Linked DNA regions of Hordeum vulgare: region 1 is linked to region 2. Evidence: chromatin contacts called from public Hi-C data. All regions are on one chromosome and are shown on one strand. Each heading gives the region's core, a stretch centred on a gene start, on an enhancer-like site or on the middle of the called end of the contact. The rest is flanking DNA. Distances are from core to core; before and after follow the strand shown.

Region 1 (2,938 bases), core at 63-2,562, 140 kb before region 2:
CTTAAAATCCCAATAAAGTAATATTTTTTAGGGCGTGCAAATATATCACTAAGTAACTCCCCCCGTGGCAAACCAGCAGCACTTAACTGATCAAGGGGTCAAAAATGTCGCTCTCGTCTTGTACGTTCTGAAAGGTAAAGGTGAATGCTGTCTGCTATACTAATAACCAGATCATTAATCAATCAAATACCCCAATAAGCACATCCTTCTGAAGTGAGCTATTTTGACCTGGTATGACATCCGTTTTTTCAAGAGACCACAGCTTCTTTTGACAAAAGTAAACACTGTCGGCAAGTGCAGCAATGACTCTGCAATGCAAAATTGAAAGACTTTCTCACCTAGTTTGTGCACAATGTTTTCTACCCCTTTCCTGGAGGAGTCAACTTCTTGCACCCCCCAAATGCGCTGGTTTTTGTCTCTGCTTTTGCTTGACATCTCAGTCAAATGAGAGTGCTCGTGCGTGCGGCTCCCAAAAGTATGCGACCCCCCTACCTAGTGTGAGTTGCTTGCCGATTAGCCTTTGCCTTTTGCCACCGTCTGGAAACGCCTTGCAGGGTAATTCACCGCCTGATCAGTAGTAATCACGAAAGCAAATGGAGAAACCATGCGGTAAATGTGTGATAGCTACACAACAGCTACTGCACTAGATGTCTAGAAGGAAAGAAAAAACTCTTTACTTGAAAGAAAATGATTAGTTGGAGTAAAATCAGCACCAACTAACCAGCATATACCGCAAGAAGGCGATTACGATGCTGCACTGAAATGAAACCTACAAGATGCTTATATAAGAAACAGCGCTCGTGCCGAACAAAGACGGGGCACACTGTTCCCTGTGTTTTCCGCTGTAATCATCTGCAGTGGCGCGCACTGTTCGTCGAGCCCGGGGCATGATGGCCACTGACTGCATCCTGATGCTTGAGCTTGACTCAATCCAGGCGACGCATCCCGGGGCCCGGGCACCGATCGAACCCGGCTCTGGGTGCACGACACTGTTGGCCGCTCGCTCTCATGTCCGCTTGACCTACCGTTCGCAGTGCTTGAATGCTTCCATTATTACCACGACCGAACCGGGGGACGGAAGGAGGAGAAGAATGGATCGATGATCGGTCGACGGTAATCACTCGCGGTGCGCGCAGCCTGCGCATCTTCCATGACCTAACCCAACGCCTAGGTTAGGCTCCGTGGTAGGCTTTCCCACGTCCGACTCAGATCGATGGAGCTTCGCGCAAGAAGCGATGGAGCATGGACGGAGCACGTACTGGGTGTGGGTGGGAGTGGAACCGCGGGAGTGGAGGCCAGCGGTGCCCTGCCCTGGGAGCCCGTAATTGGCCTCCACTTGTCGACGGGATGGTGACTTGGTGAGGCCCCGGCATGCGTGGGCCGAAAATGACACGACTTTTGTATAGAGTTTGATCGGTCGGTCGTCGCCTCCATTCGATTAAAAAAAAAACTGTCGGAAAGCCGCAATCCCTGGCGGTGTAGGTTAGATATATAATTCTCTGCTGCAGCTCACACGATGACAACGTGTTGCTTCATCGACATATAGGATAGGTAAACGTTTATACATTGCGCGCCGGTCGAACCGTTTCAGCCGGATGCACCGCGTTCATCCGATCTAGACGGATCGCGCGCGTCCCATCCCCCCGCGCAGGTCGCCGTCGCCCCCTCCCCCCGCGCAGGCGCCGCCGTCGTGTGCTTTCCCCCGCGCAGGTCGCCGTCGCCCCTCCCCCCGTGCAGACGCCGCCGTTGTGTGCTTCCCCTATGCGCAAGTCGCCGTCGCCCCCTCCCCGCGCGCGGGCGCCGCCGTCGCGAGCTTCTCCTCTGTGCATGCCGCCGTCGCCCCCTCCCCCGCAGGCACCGCCGCACGGCCTCGCACCCTTCGCTGGCGCTGCTGCAAAACCACCATCGCCGGTGCTCGGGCCGAGCCACAGGGGAGATGACATGGCTGCCTCCTGCCATGGAGTGATCTGTGTGTGCATGTATTAAAAAAAGCTACAAGCGGTGTGCAAAAAGCTTCAAACGGCATAAAAAAAAGCTTCAACCGTTGATAAAAGAAGTTACAACCACGCCCATGAGAGTTGCAACCAAACTTCGTCGGAGTTTTGTAGGCGGAGTTGCAACCATGATGAAAAAATGTTGCAACCATTATACAAATTTGATACATCAGTCATTCTTTTTTGTTGCTACCGTATTGTTTTTTTTTTGCTACAACCGTTGACATGGGCGAGTTGCAACCATGATGAAAAAATGCTGCAACCATTATACAAATTTGATACATCAGTCATTTTTTGTTGCTGCAACCGTATTGTGTTTTTGCTACAACCGTTGACATGGGCGAGTTGCAACCATGATGGGAAATGCTGCAACCATTATACAATTTTGCTACATGTGTCGTTCTGTTTTGTTGCAACCGTATTGTTTTTTACAAGAAGTTGCAACCATGAGCGCACGCTGCTACATCCACGGAGGTTAGAAACACACAGAAAAGCGACATAGGTGAGGGCGGCGACCGGCGGCGACCGACGGTGGAGGACGGCCAGCGGTGAGGAGGTGAGGCGAGGCGGGCGGAGCGTGCTGGGGTGTCGGCGCGGGCTAGGCGCGTGCGGGGACGGCGACGCGTGCGAGGATGGAGGGCGGGTGGGGGATGGCGCGACCAGATCTGACGGTCATAGGGCCCTGATCTGACGGCTGCTGCGCGACCGGCGCGAGCCCTCGTGCCGGCGCGCCGGCGCCTAGCACTGCCCTATAGGATAATGCTTTGGTTTTCAGAAGTGTTCGGTTACCAAAATTGTAAGCTGCATACCTTAGTTTCACTAGCAAAAGAGTTCGTACGATACAATGAAAAAAAACATGCCCTAACACAATAACCATGACTCGAGACCCAATAGGTCTTATCGAGGTGTCATTATGTTGGCATTAGATTATATCTTTTGTTTTC
Region 2 (3,084 bases), core at 93-2,592:
TTTCTTTTTGGCCGGATGGAGACAAGTCCGCAGATCGCTGCGATGAGCTCTTTTGGCCTGTCGATCGTCCGTTTCGGTGCCGTCGCGAATAGCTAGCATGGCAGCCGGCCCGTTTCGCGTACCAAGAAGCGCGTGTCCGTGAGATAATGCCTGAATAATTTCATATCGTGCGCGTTAGGTGCCCACTGACACTTCTCCGTGTTTCTTCAGACTGTTTGTTTATAGGAGTACTAGTATATATGTACGTAGGGATCAACTTCACACGGCGGCCCGGCGAGTTACTTGCCACACGGCTGGTTCACTTCTGTGTAGTTTAAGGAGCATCATATTTTTATCTGGTGTGTGATCTGGAGGGAGTCACTGTAGCAAGCATGTGACTGTCGAATCTATGCCTTGTGATCTCTGCTCTGCTAGCTAGGGCACACAAAAGCAGGGGAACTGAACTTTTCAACGGCAGATTTGGAGCTGCCGTCTTTTTGAACAGCGCGCGAAGAATCAGGAGGCATGTATATCTATCTTGGCATATGGTGATAGGATATGGGGAGCCAGTATTCCCACGCATAAGCCATTGTGGCTTAATTACCATGCAACTTGTCGTGCGAAAAATCTGTTAAATATACTGCCACCCCGAATCATTGGTCACATCGTTCATACTAATCGGCATCCGATCTGCTGCTTGTATATTGTACGAATGTCAAGATAGCAGTATCCATGGCAGGAGATGGTCCTCCCTCCATCGATATTCTTGGTACTCGGACGTACCGGAGGACTACGTAGCCAGGGTACCTGCCTCAGCTGCTCTCTCGAGTCGAGGACAATACTGTCTCGAGAACCAATTCTTGCGTGGGGGTGCACCGTGTCGCTGTCCGCGACAGAAACCAAGACAGGGAAACACATTCCACCATATTTTAAGGGGTCAAGTAGTTATCCTGTCGTGTGGCTGTGGTTTTACCTCTACATCTGTACTGTACCTTTCAATCCACTGAGATAACTCGCAAAATTTTGGTCAGGAAACAGGCTCCCTCTATCTGAACGTCTCTGCTTTGGTCAGTCAACTCACAACACAAAAACAACGATATATTGTTGACCTGGAAGCTGACCGCTGGTTGAGTTTAGATTTCCAGCAGAGCAGAGCAGAGCAGAGCAGAGCAAGAGACACGCGCGCATCGACCTGCCTGCCCAACAATTGGAGCAAGTCAATCCATATCCATATCCACATCCACGCCCCATATTTGATGCATGTGCACTCCACGCCTTTTCGGCCCTCCCAACTGAGCAGCTCCTCCTCCTCCTCACACGATCGCGGGCGGCACTGCACACCTGCACTGCGCTGCCACTATGGACCGATGCCGACCCCGAAATTCCGATGTGAAAGGGAAGGCCACTAGCTGAATGCCCCTTTCGGCATTCGTTCGTCCACAACTCAGTATCGCAAGAGAGGAGGGCAGGCAGAGTCATGGCCGTGTTGTGCCTCTGCCCCGCGGCCTATAAATAATGCCCCGACCACCAACTTGCCATTTACCTACGCCGCCGCAGCAGCAGCAGCAGCAGCAGCAGAGCTCGCCATTCAGCTAGCTAGCTAGCAAGCGGTGACTGGCTGCGAGCACGAGTGCTGCTACCTAACCCGGTTGACCCCTAGAAAGCAAAGCACACAAGCAGAGAGAAAGAAACCAAGCATGGACGTCGAGAGCTTCGCGGCGCCGCACGAGGTCTCCGTCGACTGGCGGGGCCGCCCCTGCGAGCCGGGCCGGCACGGCGGCATGCGCGCCGCCGTCTTCGTCCTAGGTACGTACTACTCCTGCCCGCATGAAGTTAGTTTGTCACATGGACGAGAGATGGAGCAATGTCCATCCATGGCTTGGTGATATGACACGAGGCGCCCATGCGCAGGGATCCAGGCGTTCGAGATCATGGCGATCGCGGCGGTGGGGAACAACCTCATCACGTACGTGTTCGGGGAGATGCACTTCCCGCTGTCGGAGGCGGCCAACGTGGTGACCAACTTCGTGGGCACCATCTTCCTCCTCTCCCTCCTCGGCGGCTTCCTCTCCGACTCCTACCTCGGCTGCTTCTGGACCATGCTCACCTTCGGCTTCGTCGAGCTCTCGGTACCCCTCTTCACCATATGCATGCTTGCTTTTATCTCTCCATCCATCAATCAATCAATCAACCCTGCATTCCTATGCTCTCCTAGATAGATAGATCCTCGTTTCTTTACTCGAAATAGGAGTGTTTTAAACATGTCGTCAAGAAACGACCAACAATCTATAGACCAGGACCAGGAGTAGCTAGCTAGCAGTGACTGACCACCAATGGGTGGTCCGCGCGTGTTTCATTCAGGACAAGAAGATGAGGAAGATGGAACGTGCCAGAGTGTGTTTCCTTTAGTGACCGGACCGACCGATTGACTCTTGCGTTTCCGCTGTGAAAAGGAAGGGAGATGAACTTGGATGGGCCGGATAAAAAGGCCCCAATCACCATGCATATGCATGGACCCGGTTCTGGGACCAGGTTGAATTCAACGCACGCGGCACGCAGCATGGCTGATAATCACTAAACGCCACTGGGAATTTGTTTCTTGTTGTGGGGGCTTGCCTGAAAACAACATGTCCAAAGAAAGTTGTGCTAGTGTTACTACTTGCCTACTTTTACTTGGCACCCTTTCTTTTACTAGTAGCAGACAACGTTTGTAAATGAGTACGTTAAAACACTGCATTAATGGAAATATGGAATCGAAGAATCCAAACACCAAATAAACAATCTACTTTCATTAAGCAAGTATATATGTATATATAATCGGAAATAAATATGATTTGCAAGTCGATCCAACTACAAGCAACGGATTTTTACCTAGTGTGTTTTGTCCTCAGGGCTTCATACTGCTGTCAGTGCAAGCGCACCTTCCGCAGCTGAAGCCGCCGCCGTGCAGCATGGCGTCCATGGACGGCAGCTGCGAGCAGGCCCGGGGCTTCAAGTCCAGCATCTTCTTCGTCGCGCTCTACCTGGTGGCGCTCGGCAGCGGCTGCCTCAAGGCCAACATGATCGCGCACGGCGGCGACCAGTTCTCCGGCGGGGCCGACAATG

Evidence for each region. A called contact is a pair of places that touch in the nucleus more often than the background predicts.
Region 1: a Hi-C map of leaf shows a contact between it and region 2, with 2.2 times the contacts expected there. The contact joins the enhancer-like site here to the promoter of LOC123426790 in region 2. A contact is called at or near these places in 3 of 6 Hi-C or Micro-C datasets (leaf and seedling) and 1 of 1 datasets of contacts at active chromatin or transcription factors (embryo).

Annotation. Positions count from the first base shown.
Region 1 is chr2H:488,848,750-488,851,687 of MorexV3_pseudomolecules_assembly, reverse strand. No RefSeq gene overlaps it. Among protein-coding and RNA genes, the nearest start is that of LOC123426790, 140 kb to the right of the region's middle. Within about 2 kb of position 1,312, at least 3 of the 3 cell types and tissues checked have open chromatin away from gene starts, as enhancers often do. A contact at or near this core is called in leaf and seedling, where this site is marked.
Region 2 is chr2H:488,705,026-488,708,109 of MorexV3_pseudomolecules_assembly, reverse strand. It overlaps LOC123426790 (protein NRT1/ PTR FAMILY 4.4-like), which reads left to right and starts at 1,342. Exons shown (of 5, transcript XM_045110678.1): 1 at 1,342-1,785; 2 at 1,891-2,108; 3 at 2,871-3,084. The coding sequence starts at 1,677.